Linked DNA regions of Sus scrofa: all the other regions are linked to region 1. A link is a contact called in public promoter capture Hi-C data. All regions are on one chromosome and are shown on one strand. The core of a region is the stretch at or near the end of the contact, and the rest is flanking DNA. Distances in the headings are between cores, read along the strand shown.

Region 1 (4,224 bases), core at 1,070-3,569:
TTAACAGGCATATCATGCTGATAGAGAAACTTACTGGGTGGAGGGAAAGGGATTAGGAGGTTCCTGGGCTGAAGTGGGGGACCTCACCAGTCTGGCAGCAACTCTTTGATTTTCTCCATCAGTCCTAGGGAAGGATCCAGCTGGAGGAAACAGGCAAGCTGGATTGCACTGAAGAGGAAGAGCCAGCTGAGCGGGCTGGCAGGGAACACACCTATGAGAAAGTCGTTCTGCAGAGAGGAGAGAGCACCTATTCAATCACTTATCCCATCTGCTGAGCACCATTCTTAATCTTTTTTGATCATTTTATTTTTTGTCTTTTCTAGGGCTGCACCTGCAGCACATGGAGGTTTCCCAGGCTAGGATCAAATAGGAGCTGTAGCTGTGGGCCTACGCCAGAGCCACAGCAACAGGATCCAAGCCGCGTCTGTGACCTACACCACAGCTTACAGCAACTCCAGATCCACAACCCACTGAGCAAGACCAGGGATTGAACCCGCAATCTCATGGTTCCTAGCCGGATTCGTTAATCACTGATCCACGACGGGAACTCCATTTTTATTTTTAATTTATTTTTTATTTTATTTTTTTGTTTGTTTTTTGGTCTTTTTAGATGCACCAGAGGTAAGGGGAAATTGGTGTTTGTGGGCATGGGGAGAGGGTCCAGGGAGAGAGGAATGAGGGTTCCCAGGAGGTGAGGTTTAGGATCCCAGAAGTAAGCCACGGAGAACCTGGAAATGGCTTTAAAGGGTCCTGGAAGTGGACATCAAAATTCCCAGAAGGGATGACAAGCTCCCAGAAGTGGGACCACCAGGATGCCGGAAGTGGGGCTCCAGCATCCCGGAAGCAGGTAACTGTATTCCCGGAAGGAAACCAAGGCGCAGCCCTCCTCACCCAGAAACGGGAGAGATGCCTTTTCCAGGAGCGCAGTCCGGAGAGGTAGATCTCCTGCAACAATGGGGGACTGAGTTCCACTTCTCCCCCGTCCGAGGTCAGCGGGGGTCGGAAACCCACGGCCTGGTGCGCTTCGGCCATGTCACGCTCCAGCCCTGGGGGTGGGGAAGGACAGACGGTCATTCTCCAGACCCTCCCCTCCGCCCCCGCAGATCCAGGAATATAGGACGCCAGCTTATCCTTCCCTAACCACCTGAGGGGTCGTGAGGGTCCTGGCCTTAGACGCTGGTGTGGGGGGACTTCAACTGAACGCACAGAGAGGCAGGAGGGGTAATTCGCTCTAACCTCTTCTGCGGCTATTCTGAGAACGTGACGGGGACAGTGCCCCCTCCCCAATGGACGTCCAAGATTCGGGGGTCGGGGCGGAAAACCGATTCAATTCAGGGTGAGTTGCGAAGTCTCCGGAAAAACATTAAACCCAAACCCTTTTGAAATGAACACCTGCCGGACGCTGGCATCTTCCACACCATTTCCGTTTCCCCCTCCAGGGAGCTGGGAGGGGAGTGTCGGGAGGGGGCAGCTGGGCGGGGGCTCTCTACCAAGCCATCCTCTCTGGGGTGGTCCAACGTCCCCTCCCCCCCTTCCGGGGCTGAAAGGGATGAGCGGGGGCGGGGCACCCCTACTGCGCATGCCTCGCAGGCAGGGATGCGGAGGCTGAGGGCAGAGGCGAGCGTCGAGGACAGGTGATGGAGAGGCCTGCACTCCCAGCCCGACACAATCCTCCAGCTCCAGCAGAAGCTCGGGCCGCTCTAAGTCCGGCACTTACCACGCTGAGTCAGGGGTCTGCCGATCTGATCCTAGCGGGAGTACACGGGCGACCCCCGATTTAGAGCTCCGGACCCATGCCTCCCACTTGCCTATGTCCAGTTCCAGTGCTACGAGGCCACAACTGGGTCGACGGACCTTCAGAGCTCCTGTCTGCTTCTGACTATCCAACATCCAAGAACCCCAATTTCTGTCTCGCCTTTGCCTCTCCGGATATTCTAGTCCCGGGTTTTATCCCCGCCCCTCCCAATCTTCTCTCTCCGCCCCCTTCGAATTCCAGCGTCCAATCCCCTCCATCCGTTCGATCCCCAGCCCTCAGACTCCTACCCGCCCGATGCTCCACAATTGGGCCGCCCCGGTTCTACGCAGCGCTCTCCGAACCCCGGGTTCTTCGGCTCCCCAGTCCGCTCTTTGTCTTTTTCACTCTTTCTCTTTGAGGAAGGAGGCTCAGCCTGGAACTCGGCCCACGCGCGTGGGAGCCGAGCGAATCTCAGCCCTACCGCTCGGGAGGGAGGAGGGCTGCTTTGGGGTCGGGTTGACCCAGCAAAACCACCCACGGAAAGTGCAACTGCATGGATTGAGTTGGCGTGAAGGCGCTTCACGGCTCGGATTCAAGTTAGGCAGAGCGACTTCCGTGAGGGGAAAATGGTGCATGGATAAAGGGGAGAATATATTAGGGACCAGGCTCAGGCTGGGAGGCCAGAATAGGCACAGACAAGCAGAGACTTGAAACATGGAATTCTCGTATATTTATTCAGCTCTGGACGTTAACATTTTTTGTCCAGCCTGGGTCCGGTGTGCACGTGGGTCCAGCCCAATTGCAGTCTGGGGAGGTGGATGGAGTTAGGGCAAAAGAAACTTGAGGTCACAGCCTCAATACACAGATGGGTAAACTGAGGCCAGGGAAGGCGTAGAGATGTGCCCAATGTCACCCAGCAAGTTGCGCTCTGCGCAGGCTGGGGTCCTGGAGACGCCGCAGGAGTCTGGCCTCCCGCCGCCGCCGCCGCCGCCGCCGCCGCCCGTAGCTGTAGGGGTCCTGAGGCTTGCGGCCAGCCTTCCCTGAGAGCTCCTTGGTGGAGGCAGAACGGAGCCAGTATATGATCTCTGGCAGGCGGTGCGTCTGGCAAGTGCCCAGGGAACACAGGCGCCCGCTCTTTAGGGAAACCTGGTGCCGGGTCAGCCTGGGGATGGAGCGTGGGAGAAGGGCCGATTCAAACAATGCACTCGAGAAATGCGGCCCGATGGGGAGACCCAGAAGTCCGAAACTGGCGGGCCGCGTCTGCAGATCATCTTCCCACCCCACCCATCCTCCCGAGGCACCGACGCGGAAAGCCGCCTAGAGAGGGCGCATGCCTTTCGCGGTCTTTTTCCCACCCAGTCCCCGCAGCCACCAGCGTTTCTCACCTGCCCGCGGAGTCTGGGTCCCCCAGGATGGAGGAAGCAAAGAGCCACAGCAAGAGGATATGGGCGGTCATCGTAAGGGGCTGGGGGGGGGGAACCCCTCGAGTCGAGCGGCTCCTCCGGGGTCCGGCCCCGCCCAACTCCCCGGGTCTGGAGAATCCCCCGAGCGCCTGCTTTAGCGCGAGGACTCAGGGCGTCCCCACTTCTCAGGAGGAAAAAACTGAGGCCGAAAGAGCCACACCACGCCAGAAGGGAAGGATTTAGGAGCCAGACGCCCACCTTCCGCACCGTGGGTACGGAGCCCTCACGGGTGTGCGGGTCCCGCCGCGATGCGGCCTATGCCCCTGGGAGGCCTCGGGAGACGCGACCCCTTTAAGGCGCAGGAAGGAGGGGCGGGGCGGCCGACACCTGCAAGCGGCCACCGACGCAGCTGCGAGGCTTCCAGGAAGGGGTGGAGGCAGGGCAGCACCTCACCCTCTCATCTGCTGGGGACCTGAGTAGCCCAGAAGCTGGAGAGACCGCAGTCTTAGGGGACAGACGATCGTTCTCGGGGGGAGGGGGGGGGGGGCTGGGCAACGTGGGACATTGGCAATTGGGACAGATGGCAAAGGGAGGCCCCAAGGTTGCAGAGGAAGTGTGGGCTCTGGCATGGTCACCATCCTGGGAGAGGGATGGGTGGAGCTGAGCATGAGGGGCAGGCGGCCTTGACACCCCAACCAGGGCCACGGACAGTGTGTCTGGGGAGTGTGTCTTGAGTGATCCAGGTCCTGAAGCTGGGGGACCAGTGACTCTGGACAAGGCCCGGAGAAAGGAAGGGCAGGCAGGGGCATTGCCATGGCCTTGGCAGAGACTGAATAGAAAGCCCCCCAGGAAGCTGTGGGAAGGTGGTTATGGGGCCTTAGTGTCCACCTCTAAAGTGGGCCAGAAGGTGGGAAAACCCCCCTCTGCTGAGATCCCCCCACCCCCACAACAAAGCATTCTATCCCCCCTACGAGCACACCCCACCAAAGGACTCAGTTTCCCCAGCCCAAGAGGCAAGGGCAGTCGTCGCTGCCAGTCAGCTCTGACTTGGCCTTGGAGGGTCCTGGACAGGAAAAAACAGCCAGA
Region 2 (4,224 bases), core at 509-3,008, 260 kb after region 1:
AGTCGGGTTCGTCAACCACTGTGCCATGACGGGAACTCCTGTTTTTGCTTCTTAGGGCTGTACCTGTGGCACATGGAGCTTCCCAGGCTAGGGGTAGAATGGGAGCTGTAGCCCACAGCCTACACCACAGCCACAGCAACGCCAGATCCAGGCCACGCTTGTGACCTACACCACAGCTAATGGCAATGCTGGATCTTAACCCACTGAGAGGGGTCAGGGATCGAACCCACATCCTTATGGATAGTAGTTGGGTTTGTAACCCGCTGAGCCACAACTCCCTTGAAAACGTTTCTGAATGATGCACGGTCCCTGGGCTCCCACACTGCCCTGGGGCACTAACATCCTTGCTCTATCAGCTTGTATTTGAACTGCTGGCCTCCGCTGTGAGTCTGACCCCTGTCTCTCTCCAGCTCCCAGCCCTTCCATGGCTCCCTAGTGCCCTCAGCCCCTCTCTCTTCATCCCAGCTTCTTAGGCTGGTGTGACACAGACTGGTCCCTGCAGCTCCTGGCTTCTGTCACCCTTCTCTCCACTGGCCAACCTCTAGGTCCCTCACTCTCATCATGGCCTATGGAGACCCAGCATTCTCTGGACCCAGCAAACTCCTCTGGGGAGCCTTCCCGGAGCCACTGGAGCAGCTAGGGACGCCCTCCTTTGTGCCCTGACGATGCCCTGACGATGACAATGGTGCCCACAGGGCTGAACTGGGCACGCTGGGGCTAATGGTCATCGCAGGGTTGCCTGGGGCCTCTCTGTCCTCACCCCACCCGCACAGCCCCTTTCCTCACCCAGTACTCCCCATACCCCCTTCTCCCTGGTGCCAGGCAGGAGCTACAGCTATGGCATGCACGCTTCCTGGCCATTTTTAGAAGGTCCTAGAAAAAGGGATCTTTGAAGAGAGACCCTTTCAGGGTGTGGACAAGGCGGGGGGGGGGACGGGCGGCGGAAGAGGGTCAATAGTTGTGGGTCCTGTGTGGGGAAGGGTCCCTGAGAGCCTCTGACAGGGTTTGGGGGACACACTCCTGGTGAGGGACCCAGGGAGGCTTTGGGGTCTTGGATGGGGAGATTCTAGCAGGAGGACCTGGGCAGGAATTCTGGGGATATAAGGGGGTCTCTAACTGGATTTCAAGAGGGTCTCTGACTGGATTTCTGGGGAGTCTCTGGGTTTGGGGGGGCGGACATTTCTGACAGGATTTTGGAGGGGAATCTGACATGATTTTTGGTGGATGTGACAAGACTTCTGGAGATCTCTGGGAGGACCTTGGGGGCTTTCTAGTAGGATTTACAGAGGGAGTGAAATGGGACTTCAGGGGGGCTCTCTGACAAGCTCTGAGGGGGAAGACTACAGAATTTCTAGAAGATTCTGACGCGATTTCAGGGGTCATCTATAAGATTTCGGGGGGGTTCCTTTCAGTATTTCTGAAGGAATTTGGTCAGGATTTCAACAAGGCTTTTTACAAGGCTTGGGAGGCTTCTGCATTGGGGCTCTAGCCTATGATTTGGGGGCTTCGCTAGTCAGGAGGAGTTCTGACGCGGCTACTCTGGGGAACCTCGCTAAGGCCGGAGCGCACCTGAGGCCACGGCCCAGTCTCGGGACACAGCTGAAGGCCACGAACGGGACAGTCTCGGGACACAGCTGAAGGCCACGAACGGGAAAAGGCAGTTGGGTCGTGAGGAGACGCGCGTGCGCTCTTCCCGCCAGAAAAAGCGAAGAAACAGAGGCGTGACCGAGAGCGAACGCGGTGCCTAAGCCACGCCCCTCCCGGGCTCCTCCCCCGACGCAGGCGCACACCGGGGCGAGGCGCGCGCTCATGCAGGTACCAGCAAGGCTGCGCATGCGTAGAGATGCCCGCGGGCGAGCCCCGCCTGGTGGGGCGGGGCGGGGCGGGGCGGGCGCATGCGTATTGGCCGAGCGTCTAAGGCAGAAGGGGTTCCCAACTGAGAGGAGGCGGCGGGGTCACCTACGTCCCCTGTACTGGGTCTTCTCTGTGGGCTCAAGTTTCGGTGAAACGGACCCCAGTGAGGGAGAGCTGTTATGAGCCACCAAGTTTTGCCCTCTGTTCAATGCTGGGCTGCCGGTCACCGTCACAATGCCGTCCTGCCTCACCCCTCCGGAGCCGTTTTGGGGCTCCAGTCACGAAGGGGTCATAGATCCCCGAAGAATTTTTTCCCAAACCGTTTAATTCATTCCCTTTCGGAGAGAGTGGAGAAAAAATACCTTCAGCTTTTCTGGCTAGAGAGAGGAAGAGGATTACAGCCCAGATTGACTCCCTGGGAGGGGCATTTGGGATAAAAGATGTTATGCCCACTCGGCCTCTTTGCTAGCCCAGACAGAGAAAAGGCATCCTTTTTCTTTAATTTTTATTTTTTGCCTTTTGTCTTTTTAGGGCTGCACCCCGAAGCATAGGGAGGTTCCCAGGCTAGGCGTCGAATCGGAGCCTACGCCACTGCCACACCAGATCTGAGCCGGGTCTGCGACCTTACCACAGCTCACGGCAACACCGGATCTTTAACTGAGCGAGGCCAGGGATGGAACCTGCATCCTCATGGATGCTAGTCATATTCCTTTCCGCTGAGCCACGACAGGAACTCTGAAAAGGCATCCTTTTGCATCCTCTTCTCCATCTCACCATCATGCGTTCAGCGGTCACTTCCTAAGAGAGGCCTTCCGCTGACACACTGTCTACACTTCAGATCCTCATCTCTATCCACTTACTGTTTTTTAGTGGTCCTCGTGGCACGTCTCACCATGTGATCTACTCTAAGTTTGTGCACTGTCACCTCCCTCCGCCCCCACTCCCCACCGCCTCCCCCGTTGTGAGCTCTTAGCAGTAAGAAGTTGTTTGGGAACCAAAACATAGCTGGTCCAGTGTGTACACCCCAAAATTTTTTGTTGAATGAATGAACGAATGGATGGACAGTATCCTTGCCTCTGAACTGCTGGGCAGTGTAGAGTGATAAGACCAGAGTCAGACATTCTTGGGTTTGAATTTTGGCTCCATCGCTTCCTTCCCGTAACCTCAGTTTTCCTCCCAGAAATGGAGATAACAATTGCTTCTCAGGTTACCTCAAGGACTTAAGGTGGTAATCCTTGTTAATTGATGGTTATTATTTTGGCTATTAGATGGTGGTTTGTTAAAAATCTGGGAAAGAACCTGTTTGGTAGGTGATGTGGTGAGTGGTGAAAAGCATGAGATGTGGAATGAGACAACCCAGCGCCATTGCTGTGTGACTTTGGCAAGTGATTTCACCTCTCTGAACCTTCAGCATCTTCCCTAAAATAAGAACAAATAATACCCACCTCAGTGGTCTTATGAGATTCAAAAGAATGTTTGCCACGTGTTTTCTTGGCAGTGGCTCTCAAGTGGTGGACCCTGTTAACTTTATTAGTATGATGTAATTCTTTCATTTTATTCCTTCAGTATTCCTTGCTTTTTCTTTTTCTTTTTTTTCTTTTTCTTTTTTTTGAGGAAGTTAATTTTGTGAAAACTAAAATAATTAAAAAACTGTTTTAGGAGTTCCCATTGTGGCTTAGCAGAAACGAATCTGACTAGCATCCATGAGGATGTAGTTTCTTTTTTTTTTTTTTTTTGTCTTTCTGCCTTTTCTAGGGCCGCTCCCGCGGCATATGGAGGTTCCCAGGCTAGGGGTTGAATCAGAGCTATAGCCGACGGCCTACACCAGAGCCACAGCAACGTGAGATCCGAGCCACCACGTCTGCGATCAACACTGCAGCTCACAGCAATGCCAGATCGTTAACCCACTAAGCAAGGCCAGGGATTGAACCCACAACCTCATGGTCCCTAGTCAGATTCGTTAACCACTGCGCCAGGATGGGAACTCCCATGAGGATGTAGTCTCGATCCCTGGCCTTTCTCATCGGCTTAAAGATCCAGCATTGCTGTGAGCTGCGTCGTAGGTCAAAGATGTGGCTCGGATCTGGCGTTGCTGTGGCTGTGGCATAGGCCAGCAGCTACAACTCCAATTCAACCCCTAGCCTGGGTCTGCAGTAGCGTAGGCTCCACTTCGACCCTAGCCTGGGAACCTCCATAGGCCGTGGGTATGGCCCTAAAACGACAAACAACAACAACAAACAAACCTGTTTTATAGTCACATACGTAAAGTGCTAAATCTTGTTGTAGCTCAATTACATTTTTATAGAGTAATGCTTTAATGAAACCACCCAAATTAAAAAAAGAATATTACCTGCAGCACAGAAGCCTTCA
Region 3 (4,224 bases), core at 581-3,080, 200 kb after region 1:
TTAAGGGCCAAACCCACAGCATATGGAAGTTCCCAGGCTAGGGGTTGAATCAGGGCTGTGGCTGTTGGCCACAGCCACAGCCACGCCAGACCTGAGCTGCGTCTGCAACTTACACCACAGCTCATGGCAATGCTGGATCCTTAACCCAGTGAGCGAGGCCAGGGATCGAACCTGAGTCCTCACGGATACTGGCCGGGTTACCACTGAGCCATGACGGGAACTCCTAATACTTTCTAATTATCTTGCACCTAGTGTCCGGTTTTTCACAAATGATCTCTTCCTTGCTAACTGCTTTCTTTTACTCACGGTTACTTTCTAGAGTTATATTGCGCCTAGTGTTTTCTCTTCTAATTCAAGCACTAACACCCCTTCCCTGTAAGCAATCTTCAGTCCACAGAGGTCAAGGAATGATAAGCACGAAGACAACCAGAAACCATCACGGGACCCGCTGATGCCGGCCTTGATGACACTGAAATGATCTATGGGTGCGAGTAACAAGGACCCCTCAATCAATAACCCTGACTCCCGAGCTAAACCTGTAAAACTCCTTGATATCCCCTCTCCAGGCAGGGCATGGTTTTGTGGCATCAGCCTGCTGTGTCCTCCTTTGCGTGGCAAAGCAATAAAGCTCTTTGTTCCCTTCCTTAAAACTGTCTCCGAGGACTTAATTGGGACTTAAATCCGAGGCCACATTTTCAGCCACAGACCCGCGGCCTTGTCCCTGCCCTCTCAACACGCAAACCCTGTCCCTCCTGCGTCTCTGCCTCACTCCCTCCTCTCCATCTCCAGAGCCTACGGCAGGCTCTGGTCTCACCATTATTCCAACCTCCTTCTTTCCCTCCAGGAAAGGCCAAGCTTCTCACGCCCGGGCGCTAGAGGGCCCTGTGCCTTCATGATGGCCCCGTGGGGGAATGCTGAGGGTAGTTACAGAAAATTCGAGGCACCCTACTTTTATAGGGAACCCCAAGAGCGTTCTTGGGGGACCCTGAGGGATCACGGGAGTCTTATGGAAGTCCTGAAGAATACGGAGGGGTCGCGGGAGCCCCATGGGGTTATTCTGAGGGGCTGAAGGTTATTACAGAAAGTTCTGATGTATTCTGGGGTTCTGAGAACTCCCGAGACTATAGGAACCCCACGAGTATTGAGGTGACCCTGAGGAATCACGGCGGCTCCGCGGAGGTTTTGGAGGTCTCTGGTTGATCAAGGGAGCCCCTCCAGGAATTCCGGGGAAACTCGGGAGCCATAGGATGTTCTGAGGAATCAACGGTAAGTCTACACGTGGGTTCTGAGTCCTCGGAAGATCACGGGAGCCCCCCAGGGAATCGCGGGAGGTTATGAGGGGGCCTTGATGAATCACAGGACCCCCTCGGGGGATTCTCGGAAGCACCCTCGGCGAAGCACCACCGTGAATTCTGGACCATGTAACGGGACAGCCACTGGGCCTCATGAGAAGAGACTATCGGGCTGAGGCAGCAACTCTAAGAAGCTCAACAAACCATCCTCCAGGGGTGGGTCCTAAGGAGTGGCGGGAATCGCGGGAGCTGAGAGGGGCGGAGTTACTGAGCTGCCGCGGTGGATCGTGGGAGTCCGCGCGCAAAACTCGGCTCCGAAGACTGGGGAGGGGGATGGGCAGCGCGGGCCGGGCGAGCCCTCACCAGTGCGCATGCGTGGCTCTCCGGCACGGGTCCGTACTCCAGCGTGGTGAAGATCTCGCTGGCGCGGGATCCTGTACACGTCTCGGCCATCGCGCTCCCCCGCCGCTTTCCACCGACTGCAGGGCGCTCTGCCGGAGGAAACCTCGAGGTCCGAAGGGTAGCACCGCCCCCTCCTACCCAAAGGGCGGGGCTATGGGAGATAGAGCGTAACCCCGCCCAGGACCTGGTGACCCCGCCCATGGGTCTGCGCACGGAAGTGTAGTTTGGATCATGCGCAGTCCTCAGAGCGGGGCGAATGGGGAACGAAAGTGTGAGTGACTTCAAATAGTTGTGAGAGCTCCAGCGTCTCGCTATCCTGTTTGTGTTGGATACCGGAATTGCAGTTTTTAGTCCTAAATACATTTTATCGAGAATAGAATCTAGTTCTGGAACGAGGTGGTTGTTCAGAGGTCAAAAGAGAGTCTTAGGATGGACACTGAAATTAATGTTTTTTTTTTTTTTTTTTTGTCTTTTTGCTATTTCTTGGGCCGCGCCCGCGGCATATGGAGGTTCCCAGGCTAGGGGTCAATCGGAGCTGTAGCCACCGGCCTACACCAGAGCCACAGCAACGCGGGATCCAAGCCGCGTCTGCAACCTACACCACAGCTCACGGCAACGCCGGATCCTTAACCCACTGAACAAGGCCAGGGATCAAACCCGCAACCTCATGGTTCCTAGTCGGATTCCTTAACCACTGCGCCACGACGGGAACTCCATGAAATTAATGTTCTTAAAGTGTGACAGATTTGCCCAGCTACTGGCCGGAGTCGGCTATCCGGAAGGAGCCGGAAGCGTGGCTTGAATCCCGCAGGAAGTGTGGCATTTAGTGACTATCAGGACTTTGTATTGATTGGTTGAGATGAGAGGCGTGGCTTCAGCCTTGGACTAGATTGGTCTGTGATTGGTAACGGAATACAGTTGCAGGATTGATGAAGCGTTGGGGTAGTGTGACTTACTCAAGTTCCTGATTACGCAGGGATCAAAAGAGTGGCTGTAGTTTGCACCTTTGGCACGCAGGACTTAGCATCTAGAGACACTGGCTCTTAAGAGATTTGACGACAGTATCTGGTCTGAGTGAAAGTGTCTCGGGCCAGATTCTCAGGTTTTCATACAGAATAGTGGGTGTCGCGATTTGGTTAAGGGCCCAGGAACTAGTCTCAGAGTTCAGATCCCGCCGATGGTTCCCCCACGCCGGGGTTGCTGAGGACGCCAAGGTCTCTCCCCCAGGGCCATGGCCGACTCGACGTTGCTGGTGCCGGAGCTAAACGAAGCAGAGACGATGGGCACGGAGACGACGCCTTTCGAGGAGCTGCTGCTGCAGGTGCGATTGAACGCACTCCTGGGTCCCTGGGGATTCGGGGAATACATATGTGTGTGTGTGTGTGTGTGTGTCCGTCCGTGCGGGAATTGTAGTTGTTTACCTTCAAGTTTGCTAGTCTCTGGAAGACATGGGAGCAAAATTGGGCTTGTTCTTCAGATTCCTCAAGGTAGGAAGGGGCCATAGTATGTCTTATGCCCTGCCTGGCTAGTATTCATAAAAATTGCTCAGTAAACATTTGCGAAACGAATGAGGGGGTTCTGATAGCACAAAGGCCAAACTTGAAAATTGCTTTCCTTCACACAGGCCTCCAAGGAGCTCCAGCAAGCCCAAACAAGCCGACCAGAATCTACACAGATACAACCTCAACCTGGTGAGAAAGACAGAAACGTAAAGAGAAAGAGATAGTGTCCCAGAGAGAGGTGGACCCTGACTGGGGGGCAGGGGACACAGGAAGAGGAGGGAGGGAGGAGAAACAGTAATGGTGGGGTAGAGAGGCTTTGAGCGGGAGGAGTGATGGAGACCCAGAGAGCAGGGAAGGGGCCAAGAGCCAAAGAGAGGCAGGGAGGACAGGTGTGACCAGCGGGACGAAGACTCAAAGGTAGTCAGAAATTCCAGGGCGGGGAGGGGAACAGCCCCAGAGAGTGGAGGACTAATACTCAAGGAGGGCGACAGATCAGAAGAAGGCTGGACCCCGAGATCCAGGCAGCAACAGAGGGTCACGGCCAAACCCATTTGCTCCAGGTTTCTGCATAAAGACCAACTCATCTGAAGGCAAGGTTTTCATCAACATCTGTCACTCTCCCTCCATCCCTCCTCCGGCTGACTTGACTGAGGACGAGCTGCTTCAAATGCTGGAGGAGGACCAAGCCGGGTTCCGCATCCCCATGAGTCTGGGAGAGCCGCATGCCGAACTGGATGCAAGTCAGTGCCTTGAGAGGCCCCAGGAATCTAGTCCTCTTGGTCCTTTCTTCCCAAGGATCCAAGAAGCCAGGGCCTGAGACCCTGGCTTCCCCTTCAGGACCTAGAAACCCGGCCTCCTGATCTGATCCTCTTCCCCGTGGCATATCCCAAGCCTTCTGGCATCCAGCACCTGCACTGGACAGTCCCGGTTCTGGTCACCTGGCCAGGCTGACTCTTCTCCCTGCTCTATCCCAGGGCGAGAGAGGGCTGGGCAGGTGCTCCTTAGCTGATCTCCTGGCTGGAGTCCCC

What was found. Promoter capture Hi-C pulls out the DNA fragments that hold promoters and counts their contacts.
Region 2: a promoter capture Hi-C map of fetal liver shows a contact between it and region 1, with 3 times the contacts expected there. The contact joins the promoter of CCDC155 here to the promoter of CPT1C in region 1. A contact is called at or near these places in 1 of 5 promoter capture datasets (fetal liver), 6 of 47 Hi-C or Micro-C datasets (alveolar macrophages, heart right ventricle, liver and 2 more) and 2 of 2 datasets of contacts at active chromatin or transcription factors (alveolar macrophages and skeletal muscle).
Region 3: a promoter capture Hi-C map of fetal liver shows a contact between it and region 1, with 2.3 times the contacts expected there. The contact joins the promoter of ALDH16A1 here to the promoter of CPT1C in region 1. A contact is called at or near these places in 1 of 5 promoter capture datasets (fetal liver) and 1 of 2 datasets of contacts at active chromatin or transcription factors (alveolar macrophages).

Annotation. Positions count from the first base shown.
Region 1 is chr6:54,730,796-54,735,019 of Sscrofa11.1, reverse strand. CPT1C (carnitine O-palmitoyltransferase 1, brain isoform) reads right to left here and starts at 2,319. Exons shown (of 19, transcript XM_021094747.1): 1 at 2,044-2,319; 2 at 892-1,046; 3 at 88-227. ADM5 (adrenomedullin 5 (putative)) reads right to left here and starts at 3,411. Exons shown (of 2, transcript NM_001099939.1): 1 at 3,121-3,411; 2 at 2,482-2,897. The coding sequence starts at 3,191. The coding sequence ends at 2,645.
Region 2 is chr6:54,474,523-54,478,746 of Sscrofa11.1, reverse strand. It overlaps CCDC155 (protein KASH5), which reads right to left and starts at 1,758. Exons shown (of 20, transcript XM_005664724.3): 1 at 1,570-1,758.
Region 3 is chr6:54,527,145-54,531,368 of Sscrofa11.1, reverse strand. ALDH16A1 (aldehyde dehydrogenase family 16 member A1) reads right to left here and starts at 1,830. Exons shown (of 18, transcript XM_021094740.1): 1 at 1,656-1,830. The coding sequence starts at 1,745. PIH1D1 (PIH1 domain containing 1) reads left to right here and starts at 2,612. Exons shown (of 9, transcript NM_001244978.1): 1 at 2,612-3,015; 2 at 3,319-3,385; 3 at 3,757-3,936. The coding sequence starts at 2,926.